Linked DNA regions of Danio rerio: region 2 is linked to region 1. A link is a contact called in public Hi-C data. All regions are on one chromosome and are shown on one strand. Each heading gives the region's core, a stretch centred on a gene start, on an enhancer-like site or on the middle of the called end of the contact. The rest is flanking DNA. Distances are from core to core; before and after follow the strand shown.

Region 1 (3,831 bases), core at 131-2,630:
GTATATATTTAGTTTATAGAAAGAACCATTGTAATTTTCTTCATTATTTTGCTTATATATTCTGGGTATTCTTGGATTTTATGGGTTTAAATTGTTCGTATCATTTTATTGTACTCATATATTTTATGTTATTTTAATACAATTTTAATTTACTTATAAAGTAAAATAATAAATAAATAAATCCCTATGGTATGTGATTTATGATATGGGATATGATTTTCCCTTCCAAATTTTTTTTTAAATGCGCTGAGAGTTTAGACGACTGTAATGAATTCTATTATTATTATTATTATTATTATTATTATCATCATCGTCGTCATTATCATCATCATTATACAGTTATTTGTTTAGTGTGCAGTTGTTCTTCTTTATGTACTACTAAATTTACTAAATTCATTCTTTAAAAAATATGAAGATTTTTAACAAGGTATATTAAGTATTTTTATTGCATATTCTATACAACTCTTAAGCAATAATACTTATGATTACTACTAGTTTAATACTAGTTTATTATGCTTATATATAGGCTATATTAGTTATATATATTGTATGTTATATATACAGTTAACTAATATAAAAATAATATTAATATTAACTAATATTAAAACTAATATTAAAGCCTAAATATTTTGTTACTTAAAAAAAACAAATAACTAAAACTAAACTAAATTAAAATTGAGTAAAAAGAATACTGACAGTTCAAACTGTAAAAAAAATACTTATGAAATTACTAATTACTAAAAATAATTGGTGACACAGTGGCGCAGTGGTTAGCATGATCGCCTCACTGCAAGAAGGTCACTGGTTCGAGCCCTGACTGGGTCAGTTGCCATTTCTCCGTTTCCTCCTGGTGCTCCTATTTCCCACAGTCCATGCGGTACAGGTGAATTGAATAAGCTAAATTGGCCGAAGTGTGTGTGAGAATGCAAGAGTGTATGGGTGTTTCCCAGTGTTGGGTTGCGGCTGGAAGGGTATCCGCTGCGTAAAACATATGCTGGAAAAGTTGGCGGTTCCTTCTGATTAATAAAGAGACTAAGCCGAAAAAAAATGAATGACTGAATAAACATAAATAAAAATATTATAAATAAGGTTAAAATCATATATATATATACAATGGTGTAGTGCTGTTGTAAGACATTGTCATTGTGTATATATTCATACACTATCTATTATAAGTGTTTTTGGAGACTTGATAAATGACTGTCCTGTCATAATGTCTGTCCTCCAGGCAGCGGCTCAGTTCGCTCCCCGAAGGATCTCACCCTGAAGGTCGGAGTCTCTTCAACTCCCCCAATGAAAGTGATGTGCACCATCCTACCCACAGTGGAGGTCAAACTTTCGTTCATCAATGACACAGCGCCCTCCTGTGGTCAGGTCGAGCTCAGCACATTATGCTTCCCTGAGAAGATCTCCAACCCCCACATCACTGAAAATCGCGAGCCAGGAGCCCTGCGCCAGCTGCGCCGCTTCACACACATGAGCATCTGCCCAAACTACACCATCAGCTATGGAGTGGTTGCAGGTATGGACTAAGCCCAGTGTGAATATCAATGCTTTTCTGTTTAGTACAGCACTGCAAGATACTGGCTGCTTTCAAAAACTGCTTCATGATGTGAATCTTTTGTTTTGAATCATTAGTTTGGTGTGCATATCAAAATGACAAGTTTTCTTGATTTCAAAACTCTGAAAATTCAATGGTTCTCCACTGAGTTCATCAAGATTGCCCCCACGCACCAAAGAATTATACAAGCTTCATTGTTTTTAATCTAATTTTGAACAGTTATAAAAGTTTGTAGACATTTTAATGGGACATGAGTAAAATAAAGGATGTCGTTCCAATCACTCAAGAGCTTCATTCAACTTCAGAGACAGAAATTAAGGTATTTTAAATGAATAAACAAAAGATATTCAACAGAAATAGGGATATTCAAAGTCTAGAAAAGCAACCAAATACATTGTCAAACATTTCATGTTGCTTCAGTGGTTCAATTGTAATCATTTAAAGCTCCATGGATGGAAACTTTGCTCTAAAAAAAACTGTGATAACAACTTGGTTTCTCTTCCAGTATGATGTACTGCTATAAAGTCAGCAGTGCAGAATGTGTTGTCAAAAGTTTTGTAATACCTGTAGTAAATGCACACAATGATCTGAGGCAGAAGAAATAGGCAAACAAGGCCTTTTTTACAGCTTTTTGGCACACAAAAGGGTTCTTAGAGCTTCCTTTTATTATATTTGAACCACTGAAGTCACATGGAAAGTGTTTTTGGTTGCTTTTCTCATCTTTGAACATCTCACAGCCTCTATGGAGTTTGAGAGAGCTCCTGGATTTCATCTAAAATGTAATCATTTGTGCTCCTAAGATAAATAAAGATCTCAGAATGACGTGAGGATGAGTAATTTTTGGCTGAAATAATCATTTAATGGTAGAAAATAGTTTCACATTGGGCTGTTTAGCAGAGCTCACCATGCAACAAACAAAATAAGTATTGTAAATTGATAAAAGAAGGCACATTATGCTGATTTGTTGTATATTTAATGATGTTAGATGGTTAGCTAAATGCATTTGATCAATTATAGTCAATAAATCTTTGCTAAATGTGTTTGTAAAAGCTGTTTTTGATACATTTTTGACATGGGTTTTTGTTGTATTTGCACAGATTTGACCAGCAGAGTTACTCAGTCTGTGATCATTTGAACACTTCAAAATCATTATATGAAGCAATTGGTCTAAGTCATTTAAAGATTTGGAAAACTTATTTTCTCCCGTCACTACTCTAAGATGGATTGTCTGTGCTTGTTTATATTTAATTCAGGATCTTCTGTACCGTTTGCGGTCGACGACTCCACTTCTGAACTAGTGGTCACAGCACAAGTGGACCGCGAGGAGAAGGAAGTGTATCATCTGGATATAGTCTGTATGGTACGAACAGAAAGAAATCTGGAGGAGGTCTTCAGATCTTTACATGTGAACATCTATGATGAAGATGATAATTCTCCTTATGTCAACGGGACTGACACTGAAGACGTCTTAGTAGAGTTTGACCGCAGTGAGGTGTGTGCTATTTTGTGTGTGTGTGTGTGTGTAATCTTCTTAGCTTTTTTGATCTTGTATATTAATAAGCTTTTCTCTTTTGTAGGGTACTGTGTTTGGGACTCTGTTTGTATATGACAGAGACACAACACCAGTTTATCCCACAAACCAAGTTCAAAATAAACTGGTGGGGACCCTGATGACAAATGACTCCTGGATCAAAAATAATTTTGCTATTGAACACAAGTTTAGGGAAGAGAAAGCTATTTTTGGAAATGTCCGTGGGACTGTTCATGAATACAGTGAGTACAAAAACAGTTTTTTGCTTATTTTTAAACATAATTTTAGTGCTTTTAAAAATGTTTTTCCTCTTGGTGTTTATCTCACTATATTCACTCTTTAAATATAAAAATGAAAGGGCTTTATTCTTAACCCTAAATGACATGTTAGCCACTAGATGGCAGCACAGTAAAACAAAAAATAAGACAAATAATAAAATATTATTATTATTATTATTATTATTATTATTATTAAACCTACCTTAAAATGTGTAATCAAAACATTTAGTACTAAATAATACGCCAAGTCGATTAATATAATAAAGCTTGTCCCATAATCTAAGCACACATGAATTTTCTATTTTCATTTTGCAGATTTAAAAAACTCTTTCCACAAAAAGTACAAAAGTGGTATTTCACACTGGCATGAACTTTAAGATGTATACCCCGGTATAAAAAAAACCCTCAAATTCAAAAATATTCTCAATGCATCATCTCTAAACAGAGAGACTAACAAATAT
Region 2 (4,005 bases), core at 1,421-3,920, 120 kb before region 1:
TAACAAAATCAGCTTTTAAGTTACAGGAATATTTTACATTTTAAAATATAATCAAGTAGAAAACAGTAAATACATATCAAAATTTGACTGCCTCTGATTTAATAAATGCCGGCTTGTTGAGCAGTACAGACTTCTCCAGTACACACACACTTTTAAATTTTAAACCCTACTATACCTATAGATTAGATTAGATTTTATTGATTGCTAATTATTTGTACATACCAATAGTTTGTTTACATATAGCAGATACTATTTAAACAGCTTTACGAACACACTCTTACAAACACTCCAATGGGGATGTTTCAGAAAAAGCACAGTGATTGGTTGTTGTGAACCCCATATGGAAACAATGATGACTTGCATTTTCAATTTTAAGAGCCTCCAGCATATTTGGTCGAGGCAATGACATTCCTAAGCAACTTAACCCTTCCCCTTTTCCCACTTTCAGTACAGATCACATGAGCTTCAAACACATGTCTCTTACAAGAAAAAAAAAAAGCATTAATAAAGAAGATGACACGAGATTTCAACAGGCTTTCCCCAGCATTCATGGTTTTTTACTGAATGAAAGGGAAATGAAGATGATTTGTGTCAGCGTGTTCTTTTGTGCTATACACACACTATTGTCCCAGACTGAACCATCATCAGTATATTGCGTCAAAGAGTCTGTGCAAACACATGTCAGTCAAAATGAAGCTCCAACGCTGATAAAGCTGACTGACATCAACAGGTCTCTTAGCAACAGCCTAATCTGCTGAACTAATGCTGATGCACGAGCGAACACACAGCGAGGTAAAAGACCTGACATCTCAAACACTTAACAGTGCAAATGATGAACATGAATGTTATATAATGAGCTTTTAACTATATTTTATAGTATATATTTTAAATAAAAAATAATAATAACTCAACCAACTGAATGTTAGGTGAAGAATGAATAAAATAGTATTATAAAAATACATATAATATTTTAAAATACATTTTAGTAACAATAAATAAACATTGTTCAACCCAATATAGTGTAAAGAGGCATGTTGTTTGGAAATTCCATGCTTGCATGTTGAGAGTATGGACAAAGACTTTAAATAGTTTGTTAATGGTACGGACGATAAGAATGCAATAGATATGTAATTTGTTTTTTCTTACCATGTTTGTGGGTGCTGTGAGCGCAGCGCTGATGTTGTCTCGGTCAAGCGGCTGGAATGGATTTCAACCTGTGGCCAGAGCGTGAGTTTACGATTCCTACTATGGTGAAGGAACGTCTTATGAATATTAACTGCATTGCGTGATTGGATGCTCACCGGGAAACGTCACGACGCGCTATTTAATATTAATTTATGGGCCCTGTTTCTGCTGCCCTGCCAGAAGCCTGAGCGAAATAGAAGTGTTTGAACTGAAGAGGCCTGTGATGCAGTTGGGTGACTTCACACAGTGAGATAATAATTAAACCGTGAACAAACTTTAGCAGTAGAACTTATCGAGCATTCATGCAGGTCGTCAGGTGACAAAAACAGTGATTTCTTTTTGTCTTATACTGCCTTCAAAATGTATTGAGGATTTACTTTATTATATTTATATTATATTATATTATACTTAATAATATTGTATTTAGGGCTTACTATCTCATTTTAGAAATCAGCCATAACTAAGGTTTTCGTAATTAATACGAAAGGATATTTTAATGTACTGTGCCATAACAGCACTCGTATAACGTTAGCTATTTGAGTAACTTAATTGAAAAAAAAACAATTGTAATAGAAATCTGCAGATAAGTTGGTAATTTGTGACACAATTAAATGTACATTAAGGGTTGTTTATTTACATTAGATAAAAAAAACTAATATAAAAATGTCAAAAAGTCCTTATTAGGGTATAGTTCACCAAGAAAATTTGCCATTTAGTCACTCCTCTCATGTTCTGGACAAGTTTAATTTTTTTATTTTCTGTTAAACACAACACATAAGAAGATATTTTGTAGAATGTTGAAAACCTGTAACGATTGACATCAATTGGAAAATCAAATAGCCTAACGTTACTATGGGAGTCAGATTTCCTTATTTTCTTATTTGTTTGAATTAAATTTTTGTTTGGTTGAACTATTCCTTTAGGTGAAGTAATTAACCCAGGGTCTTATTTTTAAATCTACATTTATTCATCTCTAGAAGAGCAATTAGACGTAGAATTAGAAGTGCTAGGGATGTACTCACTTTTATACACACTGTAATAAAAGAGCATCACAGTTAAATAATATAATTAACATAAAAAGAGTACAAACATGATAAGCGATTGCTTTCACTTTTGCTTGTTTGCTTTTCCCCCCTATGGTTTTGTTTAAGAAGATTTTTTTTCTCTCAAGTTTAATTTTTTAAACACTAAAAACTTGTTTTAATCATGTGTTTTTATAATTTATGCCATTTATGAGTAAGAGGTATCATCTTCAAATGCACTTACATACAGATTTTATTTGTGTCCAACATTCCTTTGACTGCTCCCAGGCAACTAATCCCAGCCAATCTTTGGTCAATCTTCATGTAGAGTCTTATGGTAATAAAAATGTCCAACACATCTCAAAGATCACTGCAATCACATGTACAGTGATCTTTGAGCTCTCTTTATTTTCATTTGCACAAAAAGAGGTAAAAAGTAAAACAGAAGATTTGGAATTAACAATGAAGGCAGTCAATATCTTCGATGTTCTCTTGTTAGCAGGAAGTTTACTCCCAGCAGGGCTGTGTGAGACACATCATGAAGGTAAGTCATTTCGTAAGTGTGATAAAAAGTTGTTAAAATATGTATTCATAGTTAGAATACTGTGATTTCACTAGTTGTTTTGTCCTTTTTCAGTTTACAAGCTGAAAATGGACGAGGCGCTGATAAAATTCCATAATGAACTTCCGTACAACATTAGTGTTTACTACACCTCGGATTACTGTTATAAGGTATTTCAAAATTGTTTATTCTCTCCATAGTGACTTATGTGATTGTTTCACGCATTTTTCGTACCAAAAAGAGAGACACAAATATAAAACTGTTCTATTTAAAATACAGTATGTGCATTAAATGTTTACAGGTGTCTGCCCAAGTGGCCAAAAATTTTTTATATTAAATGAACATTAATTACATGTTGTTGAATCAAGTCTGTCCGATTCTTCTGCAGTGTCTTTATCAGCCTCTTGCCACTCTTGGAATTGGGCAGAGTAATATTTCTGTGATTGTAAGCACACAATTCAAATTGACTCTACAAATCACATCAATAGTTGGAACCGCCAATCTTTGCAGGTAAGAATCACCCTGAACTGAAGATTGGGAATTATGATTTGTTATTGTTTTTGAAAAAAAAATAGTGCTAAAATATATTACAATTAATTTCACATCCATAATAAAAGTGTGTTTTGACATAACGTGTGTTTGATGTGTATATTAATCTTGTATATATAAATACACATGCATGCATATGTTTGAGATATGTTTGTTTATATTTAGATATGTATATGATACAAATTACACATTAAATATACACATTACATATTAAAAATACATGTAAATATCTGTAACAAAATTGTTTTGTATAGCTTTGTTTCTTTGTACAGTATGTGAGCACTCTAAAAAACCCTGAGTTATTTATTTAACCCAGTGGTTAAGGTAAAAAATATTTGTTGCTTTGTTGGGTTATTTTTAACCCACCTATTTTAACTGAGTGTGCATCACATATACATAATAAATATATATATATAACACACACATATATATTATGTCAAACCAAACTTTTATTTTGCATGGGATTAATCACAATTAACCTTTGCCCAAAACTAGGAAAAATATAAATATAATTTATTGATTTGAATCAAAGCTGAATTTTGGGCATTATTACTCCAGTTTTTAGTGTTGGGGCAGCCTTAATGCTTAGAGTTGGTCTTGTGATCCAAAGGTTGCCGGTTCTTGTCCCGGGACTGACATGATCATAGTTGTGGAAAGTGAATATCCAACACCCTCCATACACACCTG

Evidence for each region. Hi-C and Micro-C count contacts between places; a contact is called where the count stands out from the background.
Region 2: a Hi-C map of embryo shows a contact between it and region 1, with 2.9 times the contacts expected there. The contact joins the promoter of si:dkey-192p21.6 here to the enhancer-like site in region 1. A contact is called at or near these places in 8 of 18 Hi-C or Micro-C datasets (caudal fin, embryo, hematopoietic stem cells and 2 more) and 1 of 4 datasets of contacts at active chromatin or transcription factors (caudal fin).

Annotation. Positions count from the first base shown.
Region 1 is chr13:28,817,725-28,821,555 of GRCz12tu, reverse strand. It overlaps ret (ret proto-oncogene receptor tyrosine kinase), which reads left to right. Exons shown (of 20, transcript NM_181662.2): 3 at 1,229-1,522; 4 at 2,815-3,053; 5 at 3,139-3,334. Among named protein-coding and RNA genes, the nearest start is that of csgalnact2, 20 kb to the right of the region's middle. Within about 2 kb of position 1,380, at least 3 of the 62 cell types and tissues checked have an H3K27ac peak or open chromatin away from gene starts, as enhancers often do.
Region 2 is chr13:28,936,442-28,940,446 of GRCz12tu, reverse strand. si:dkey-192p21.6 reads left to right here and starts at 2,670. Exons shown (of 18, transcript NM_001145587.1): 1 at 2,670-2,751; 2 at 2,845-2,939; 3 at 3,158-3,279. The coding sequence starts at 2,670. It overlaps pcbd1 (pterin-4 alpha-carbinolamine dehydratase/dimerization cofactor of hepatocyte nuclear factor 1 alpha), which reads right to left and starts at 1,168. Exons shown (of 4, transcript NM_200814.1): 1 at 1,147-1,168. The coding sequence starts at 1,149.